Linked DNA regions of Sus scrofa: regions 2 and 3 are each linked to region 1. The links are chromatin contacts, called in public HiChIP or PLAC-seq maps. All regions are on one chromosome and are shown on one strand. The core of a region is the stretch at or near the end of the contact, and the rest is flanking DNA. Distances in the headings are between cores, read along the strand shown. Region 1 holds the start of CDCA8 (borealin). Region 2 holds the start of GNL2 (nucleolar GTP-binding protein 2). Region 3 holds the start of C6H1orf122.

Evidence for each region. HiChIP or PLAC-seq counts read pairs in DNA pulled down with a chosen protein or histone mark.
Region 2: an H3K27ac HiChIP or PLAC-seq map of alveolar macrophages shows a contact between it and region 1. The contact joins the promoter of GNL2 here to the promoter of CDCA8 in region 1. A contact is called at or near these places in 3 of 5 promoter capture datasets (fetal liver, fetal skeletal muscle and liver), 10 of 47 Hi-C or Micro-C datasets (alveolar macrophages, embryonic fibroblasts, epiblast stem cells and 5 more) and 2 of 2 datasets of contacts at active chromatin or transcription factors (alveolar macrophages and skeletal muscle).
Region 3: an H3K27ac HiChIP or PLAC-seq map of alveolar macrophages shows a contact between it and region 1. The contact joins the promoter of C6H1orf122 here to the promoter of CDCA8 in region 1. A contact is called at or near these places in 1 of 5 promoter capture datasets (liver), 9 of 47 Hi-C or Micro-C datasets (embryonic fibroblasts, epiblast stem cells, fetal heart ventricle and 4 more) and 1 of 2 datasets of contacts at active chromatin or transcription factors (alveolar macrophages).

What each region holds. Positions count from the first base shown.
Region 1 is chr6:93,749,273-93,752,124 of Sscrofa11.1, forward strand. It overlaps CDCA8 (borealin), which reads left to right and starts at 1,422. Exons shown (of 11, transcript XM_021095971.1): 1 at 1,422-1,572; 2 at 1,734-1,846; 3 at 1,985-2,113. The coding sequence starts at 1,750. C6H1orf109 reads right to left here and starts at 1,324. Exons shown (of 5, transcript XM_021095972.1): 1 at 1,025-1,324; 2 at 572-849. The coding sequence starts at 846.
Region 2 is chr6:93,644,532-93,647,383 of Sscrofa11.1, forward strand. It overlaps GNL2 (nucleolar GTP-binding protein 2), which reads right to left and starts at 1,449. Exons shown (of 16, transcript XM_021095967.1): 1 at 1,233-1,449. The coding sequence starts at 1,296.
Region 3 is chr6:93,832,292-93,835,143 of Sscrofa11.1, forward strand. C6H1orf122 reads left to right here and starts at 1,475. Exons shown (of 3, transcript XM_021095979.1): 1 at 1,475-1,612; 2 at 1,703-1,904; 3 at 2,157-2,634. The coding sequence starts at 1,578. The coding sequence ends at 2,252. It overlaps YRDC (yrdC domain-containing protein, mitochondrial), which reads right to left and starts at 1,485. Exons shown (of 5, transcript XM_021095978.1): 1 at 961-1,485; 2 at 304-418; 3 at 64-183. The coding sequence starts at 1,352.

The DNA of each region.
Region 1 (2,852 bases), core at 172-2,671:
CACTCCTGGCACAGACACACCAATGTACAGCAGAACAAAGTAGTGGTTAAGAGCTCCGGCCTTGGTGTCAGATACACTTGGATGAGAATCCCAGCTTTACCATTTACTAATTGCAGGACCACAGGCAATCTGCTTGGGCCTCAGCTGCCTCACCGGAAAAATGAGATTAAGTGAGGTTAAGTCATAGAGGTGCAGAAAAGATTTTACGGATAATGGACGTAAAACCCTCAGCTCTGGCACCCACTAAGTTTATAGTACAGCTCTTTGCTGCTTTTTACCAAAGAAAAACTTACAGAGGAGGGCTAATAAGCTTTCTCCACTGTTTTTCTGTTCTGCTTTGGTAACTTTTACGAAGTCCACCATTGCCACCCCTAGCCTGACAAAAGAAATGTCAGAAAGTGGCTTTTTGACAGAGGTCCCATTGCAACAGATGAAAAGCACGTAAGGTTGACACATCCCCAAATACAAAGCTCTCAAGTAAGGAGAAAAACATCCTTCTAACTGATCCTAGTTTTCTAAACACCTAGCTTTAAAATCTTTCCACCAAGAACAGAGCCACTAAACCTCTTACAGCCTCTCCTCTAGCTTGTCCAGGACAATGTCACCAGCCGCCAGCTGCTTGCGTCTCAGCCGCTCCTGTAAGTCTGGGAAGGCCCGAAGTGCCGGCACATCTTCAAATCGCAGATTTTGTGCGGCCTGCAGCTGCTCTGCCAGGTTACTGAGGGAGGCCAGGAGCGGCGGGCAGTCCTTAAGAACGCTCTGCCACAGGCCTTGCTGCTCCTCCACCACGAGAAAGCACTTCCTTAGGGCCTCCTGCACGGCAAGCAAAGGCCCAACTTGAGTCATCTTCTGTGGGAGGAAAAAAAAAAAAAAGACACAGCCCTAGAGTCCCAAGTCGGTAGGGGAAGTACCAAGTCGGTAGGAGTTATTTCCGTTCTCAAGTGAGGTCCAGCTAACCCAGGGTTTCCTCAGGTAGCTGTCTATCCCTCCCGACGGGAGTTTCTAGAGTGAGGGGTTGTCTTACCTTTACACAGGCTCTCGGAAGGCAGGACCCTTATTTCCCACCTCGGGAAAGATTTCTTGACTATTCCTCGCAGGAGGCTCATCCGGCTTCGGGTAGTTTTCTGTTTCAGACTGTGGGTTTCCCGGGCCGTCTCGAGTTTCCTGAACCCGAACCTTGTCTCCTCTCCATGAAGTTACGGCTCGCCTTCCCTAAACCAGCGGCAAAAGTTAAAGCTAAGGCAGTTAAAGTCTGAGGACCTCTCTAGGCCCTCAAGAGCCTTAGGGACTCTCTTTGCGCATGCCCCAACGTGGCTACAGAGTCGCGAAAATATGCCGTCAAACTGCAATGACTTCTGGGTGCTGTAGTCCTGCGTGTGAATTGACTGGCCGATCGCAGAGCGTCCCTGCGATTGGCTGTTGTGGGACCCTCTAAGACGGCGGCTTCTCATTGGTCAGCTTGTGGCAGTTTGAATTTGGTGGCGGCGGTCGCACGTCCGGTTAGTCCCGGAGCCGCTCCCTCTCAGCTGAAGCAGCCAGGGTTTTCTCAGCCCCTATTACCGGGGCCCACAGGTGAGTGCCTCGCGAATCGTTTATGCTCATGCCGGGAAGGGCAGGGGTCCCCTTCCAACCCCCCTGGGGTGTCCTCCGCCCTCTCCTGCTCCTTCGCGGCCCCCTTTCCCTCCCTTTCTCCGCCGCTGACACCCTTTGGCTTGGCCCCTCTCTCCCCGCAGTCTCCAGCGAAGTGCCATGGCTCCGGCTAGGAAAGGCGGCAGTCGGGTGGCCAAGAACAACTCGCTACGGAGCCGAAAGCTCGCTTCCTTTCTTAAAGACTTCGACCGTGAAGGTAAGGGGCGGAGCCCGGGAGGTCGCTGGCATCTGGGACAATCGCGGGGTGCTGGCGGGTTGGGGCGCAGGCCGCACGGATTCCAGGCCCCGTTTGCCCACTGGTGACCCACGTCTTGTCCGCTCTGCCCTCTTGCAGTGCAAATACGATCCAAGCAAATTCAGTCAGACAGGCAGAACCTCCTCAAGGAGATGGATAACCTGTACAACATCGAGATCCTGCGACTCCCCAAGGCACTGCGCGAGATGAACTGGCTCGAGTACTTCGGTAAGAGCTGCTAGAGTTTCCCCAGGCCTCGACCTGGAGCCCTTCTGTGGTTCCAATGACAGCCTTCATCTTCATCCTGAAGTCGTCCAAGATCCCTGTAGGAAACTGCAACCTTACCCATCCCCACTCTGTCTCACTGCCTTGCTTTATTTTTCTCCTTTGCTTTTAACCTCATCTACTTGTGCAGGTAGGCAAACAAACATTTTCTCTACAGAATCGGGTAGTAAATATTTTAGGCTTTATGGGCCAAATGGTTCTCATTGAAAACTACTCATCTCTGCTGTGATAGTTCCGAAACAGCTGTAATGAATGGGCACAGCTGTATTCCAATAAACATGTATTTATGGACATACTAAAATGTGGATTCACATTATAAGATTTTTTTTTTTTGATCCAACCATTTAAAAACAAACAAATGAATAACTTGGTCTGTTACCAGAGCTCAGGTGGAAGGATAACCCCAAGCAGGTCCTTCTGCTTATGGAAATTGCCAGTTTTAAAATGGGCAGATCAGGGAGTTCCCACTGTGGCTCAGTGGTAACGAATCTGACTAGTATCCATGAGGATGCAGTTTGGATCCCTGGCCCCACTCAGTGGGTTAAGGATTGGTGTTGCCATGAGCTGTGGTGTAGGTTGAAGACAGGACTCAGATCCTGCATGGCTATGGCTGTGGCGTAGGCCAGCAGCTGCAGCTCCAAATCGATTTCTAGCCTGGGAACTTCCATATGCCATGGGTGCA
Region 2 (2,852 bases), core at 199-2,698, 100 kb before region 1:
AAATGGCAGAGCCAGAATTTGGACAAAAGCATCTGGCCACGACCTGTGTTCTTAACTACTAAGATGCCTTCCTCTGGGCCTCAGTTTAACAAATACTGAGCACCTGCTATAAGCAAAGCATCATGAAGACTATGATTCTAATACATATATGTTCCTAATGTACCAGCTTTTTCATTTCCCAATGTTTGATCTCAGTGTAATCAACAGCAAATAAATAGTAATTCTTGCCTTACACCTCAGAGAGAAAAAGGACAAATGAGCATACTGGCCTGGCTTCTCAAGTCACCTGTCTACTCCTGAAGTGATGCAGTAGAAAACAGACTGAAATCACAGGACTGGTGGCTCTACTACTCACTAACTGTACCAACTGTGACAAGCCACTTGCCCTATTTTGGCTAGGTCTCTTCATCTATCATGTCTTGGTCTGTAACGGCCTTATCGGGTCTAACTGTAAAATTCCAGTCTACACCAGCGGAATAATTTATCAGCAATCTAGGGAAAACATTCAACATGAATCAAAATTTAAAAAAAACCTTTAAGCCATATCTTAATACATTTTATTAACCAAACCCGAATGGAAGGGACTCCCCCCAAAGTTATCTTGTTCATCTTGTGGTGGAACCTCACACACATCTTAAAAAACATCTTTACTGAAATGACTGTAGTGATTTATCTGCAGCGTTTTCTATGCACTTTACCAGACGGGACGACCCCAAGAGCCAAATCTACAATTTCTTTCTCATTTCAATGGTCAAAGCAAAGGTGGCAGGCAAGTGTGGGCCAGTGCAAAAGGCCAGCTGGGTCGGGCTACATCCCTTTTAGTCTTGATTTCATCTAATTTACTTTTAGTAATTCCTTGAGCTGGAGAGCTGGACTCATACAAGACTGAACTATATTGGGGAAGGGGCTTCAACACGTGACACACACAGGAACACAAGAAGTCACATTTAAGAGCCCCCTGACAACTCGGAGCTTGCACCTCTCAGTCGGAGACGCCCTAAGACTGCCAGGCCTGAGTGTTCACTTCTCCCGGCTTTAGACCCATTGCCTGGCATCTAGTCTTGACGGACGTGCCAGAGTCAGCCCTCCTCAGGGCCTCCGAACAAGGAATTATCCTCCTTCTCATCCTCAAAGGCCACTTTGCTTGAGCTCAGTTCATGTAAAACCACCCGGCGTCCCTCCCCCCAAGCTTCCTCCAAAGCCCCACCCTCCGCGAGCCCCGCTGCCTGTACCGGGATTTGTGCTGGCATTAGAAGGGTTGATAGTACTCCGTCCTTTGTACTTGGGCTTCACCATCTTGCCGAAGGGACGGGGACCGGAGTGCTGGGTCCGGCCTGTGTCAGGTAAAACAGCTCTTAACTTCCCAAAACGAACCGAGGTCACCCGCTCGAACTACGCTGGACCGCGTGCGCAGGCCGACGTCACTTCCGCTCGCACCCCGTGCTTCCCCCGAACGACTTCCGGCGAACGCGCGCCGCCGCACTCCTGGCTCCGCCCCCGCGCCGGCCTCTTAGATGTTTCCTTGCGTCCAGCCCCGCCTCGCTTTCTCCCTAGCAACCGCCAAGCTACATTCCATAGCAACCGCCTGGTTACCCAGGACGCGCGGCCTAGAACCGCTAGTGGAGTCCACGCACAAACTTAGGTGCCTCTTCCCAGGTCAATGACACAAGCTTGAGTTTAATTATCTTCTGAATTTGTCCTCTAAGCCCTTCCAAACGTCGCCGACCACACAGCAGCTAAATACCAACTAGATCTTGTCACCCTTCTTAAAATTCCAGAGAGAGAGAAAGAGAGAGAGATTTAAACTCTTGGCCATTCCTGCAGAATTCTGCATGATCTGGTCCCTGCGTATTTACTTGACCTCATTTGTACCTCCCTCCTTCTGGTTATTCTGACATTTACACTGGCTGTTCCTTCTGCCTGAATCATCATTTCCCTAAACCTTTGCATAGCTAGTTCCTTCTGATCTTTCAGTTCTTAGCTCAAATGTCACCTACTGGTAGGGTTGCAAGTGTTAGCAAATAAAAAAACAGGATTGCCCAATTAAATTTGTTATTCTTTCCCCAGTTAAATTTGAATTCCAGATAAACAATGGAATATATTTTAGTATAAGTATGCCCCAGGCAATATTTGGGACATACTTATACTAAACATGTTTATTATTTATATGAAATTCAAATTTAATTGGGCATCCTGTATTTTATCCGGCAACCCTTTCTTCTGGGAGAAGTCTTTCCTGTCTAATTGGTCTAACTCAGCCATCTCCCATTCTTCTGTAGTTATTCGCTTATAGTATTTGGTTGTATTTATTTCATGGCACTTATTCTTACTTGAAATTAGGTTGTTTCCAAGTTTATCGGCTGCTTCCCCCAAACTGGATTGCAAGCTTCTTGAGAGTAGAGACCTCAAAAGTTTGTTCACTGCTGTGTCTACAAGACTTCAAAAAAACCTTGAAATATAGTAAGGACTAAATACATATTCACTGAATGAAGGAATGAATGGATGACATCTTAGCTAGGGCTGCTATAAAAAAATACCATAGACTGAGTGGCTTAAACCACAAACATTGATTTCTCATCATGCTGGGGGCTGGGAAGTCAAAGGTCAGGGTGCCCGCATGGTTTGGTTCCTAGTGAGAACTCTCTTCCTAGCTTGTAGACATCTATCTTCTCACTGTATCCTCACAGGCTGGGGAAAGGGGAAGGTCACTGGTCTCTTCCTCTCCTTAGAAGGGCACTAATCCCATCATGGGCTGCATCCTCATGACCTCATCTAAACCTAATTATCCTCCCAATACCATCACATCAGGGATTAGAGTTTCAATACATAAGTTTTGTCAATACATAACATTT
Region 3 (2,852 bases), core at 225-2,724, 83 kb after region 1:
AGCACCCCCTGGTTCAGAGAAAACCGGCCTGGTGGTGTTTCCGGGGAGAGGGCTGGGTCTCACCTGGACATTCAGAGAGCTGGCCTGGGAGCTGAGGTTGGCGCTGGTGAGGGCAAGTGGTCCCCCAAACACCTGGGCCAAATCCTGCATGAAGGCATGGTCGGGAATCCGGACGCCTACAAGCTTTGAGGCAAGGGAAAGGGCATCATCAGAAAGGCTGGAAGGGGTGGGCAATGGGTCTGACTTGGATCCTAGCAAAAGCCAAATGGCAAGAGTCTGGGGACACAAGAGAACCTGACTCACGGGAGTGAAGGGGTTCAGGTCCTTGTTGAGCTCTTCTGAGCGTTCCATCACCAGGGTCACTGGTCCTGGCAACAGGTCGTTCAGGAGCCCCTCAGGTACTCTCACATGGCAGTACCTGGGAACAAAGTGGGCACAAATCCAACCAAACGAAAGGCACTGCTGGTCCTATTCCAGACTCTAGGGAGATCTAGAAAAGGTGACCCTAGCGACTACAAGGGGATCCACCTGTCTTTTTTCTTCAAGCCCCCAAGAATTTGAGCAGAAGGTAGGGCACCAGTGGAGCATCCCAAGCTTGGAGCCCACATGCCTCTCGTCTCCGAGCTACAGCGCTTTCACGCTCCATGTTTTACTTTCTTCATGGCACTATTAAACTAAGCAATGTGGTCCCCCGCTTTTTTCTTAAACCGTGGCAGTCCCCCCCCCCCATTACCACGAAAGCGTCAGAATAGGGACCCCTACTGCCTCAATTATCGGTGCGCCCCCGAGCTCGTTTAAGGCTGGCAGACGCCAAGTGCTTCGCACACGTTTCCAGTTCCGGATTCCTGGGTGAGCATGGACAAGCCCCTCCCGCTCTCTGCGCCTCAGTCTCCCAAGCCTGTCACCGGAAACCCCTCCCGCGGTGCCGCCCCCAGCGGGGCCGGGTCGGGGCGGCCTCACCTGTAGACGTCGGCCACGCGGCCCAGGCATACGGCCAGCGGCTTGGTCTCGCTGCGGCCCTTGGCGAGGTACACGGCGCCCAGTGCTTCTGAGCAGCTCGCGGAGCAGGCCAGGCCGTACAGCGTATCGGTGGGAACGGCCACCACGGCGCCGGCGCGCAGCTCGGCCACGGCGGCCCGCAGTGCCTCGGTCCAGCCGGCGCGCTCCGGGCTTGCGGCCCGCACGGCCCCGCTCCCTGGGAGCCGCAACAGCCGGGCCCCCGGCGCTGCCGGAGCGGGGCTCGGCGGGCGGAGGAGACGCCCGCTCCGGGCGGAGCCCGCCGGCCCCTCGCTCAACCCCATGCTGGCAGCCACCGCGGCCCTCAGCCCCCTGCACGGACGCGCCGGAGACATCCGCCCAGACCCACTTCCGGGAGGAAGTGACGCGCCCACTCAGCTTCCGGTTCGAGAAGCTCGGCCCCACCTCCGCGCCGGGCAACTTAAAGGGACCGCGACCCCCAGGAGGATTGAAGGAGACCGGTGGGGACGGGGCGGGGCGCAGCTTTGCGGAGCCCTGGCGCAGCGCTGGGGAGGGGGGGCGGCCGAAAGGGGGGCGGTGGTCGGGCCGCGCAGGCGGAGATGGAATGGGGCCCGGGCTCAGACTGGTCACGGGGGTGAGAGGGGGCCCGTCGGGGAGGGGGGAAGGGGCTCTGACCCCGCGCAAGCGCCGGCCCTGACCGTCTGTCTCGCTCTCTCCCGGGCAGGGAGGCTGCCGGCGTGGACCGTGGGAAGGCGGGGCTGGGGCTCGGCGGGAGGCCACCCCCGCAGCCGCCCCGGGATGAGCGCGCCCAGCAGCTGCTGGACGCGGTGGAGCAGCGGCAGCGGCAGCTCCTGGACACCATCGCCGCCTGCGAGGAGATGCTGCGGCAGCTGGGCCGCCGGCGCCCGGAGCCGGCTGGTGGCGGGGTCAGTGCCCACCCCGGGCTGGGCCTGGGAGGTGGGGACTACCCACTGGCCGCACTTGCTAGCCCTAGCTTTCCCTGGAGGGTGGAAGAGTGTCCCCACCGCTTTACCCCCACTGCCTTTCATCTGGATGAGAGGCTTTGAAAAAGTTAAGTGCTATCCAGATGCCAAGTGGCCATCTCTTGCGGGGGCCTAATCCAGGGCCTTTCTTCCCAGCCTCACTTTTTTTTCCCCCCCCCAACCTGTTCCAATCAGAACGTCTCAGCCAAACCTGGAGCGCCCTCCCAGCCAGCTGTCTCCACCAGAGGTGGCTTTCCAAAGGATGCTGGCGATGGAGCTGCGGAGCCCTGACCATCTCCGAGCGGGGCGCCCTGACTTCTCTCCCTCCCCGGGGCTGGTGGCTGGACTCTGAACAACTCCCTTTCAATAAAGGGGCCAGTCTTCACTGGCAGTGGCTGGTATTTGGCTCTCAGCCTGGGGTGGCAGCTCTGCTGGCAGCTGGGTTCACTCCCACTTCATCCTGGCCGAAGGCAGTGCTGAGCTTTGAAATGTAGCCAGCGAATACCCAGTCTGATTATCCGGATTTGGGCAGGCCAGCAGTGCTTGCCAGAGTGGTCTGGCCTGCTTTGTGGGATCCAGGTGGTGTTACATGTCCATTTCATGCTTTGGGGGCTCTTAGCCCCAGGAAACACTTTTAGCAGAGCCTTGATTAAAAGGAAACCTGCAGACTCTCCTGGTGACCGACCTTTTCCTTTCTGTCCCCTGTCTAAGACTTTGATGCCTGGGGATGGGGGGAAGCGGTTGAAAATGGACAACCATGGGCAGGGATGGGAAAAAAATGCCACAGATACTACCAGGTTTAAATAAGCATTTAATTAGGATTTCATTAGTATTTAATATTGCTTTTTCAATTCCAAAAAGTTAAATTTTCACTTCTTAGCAGATATTTTA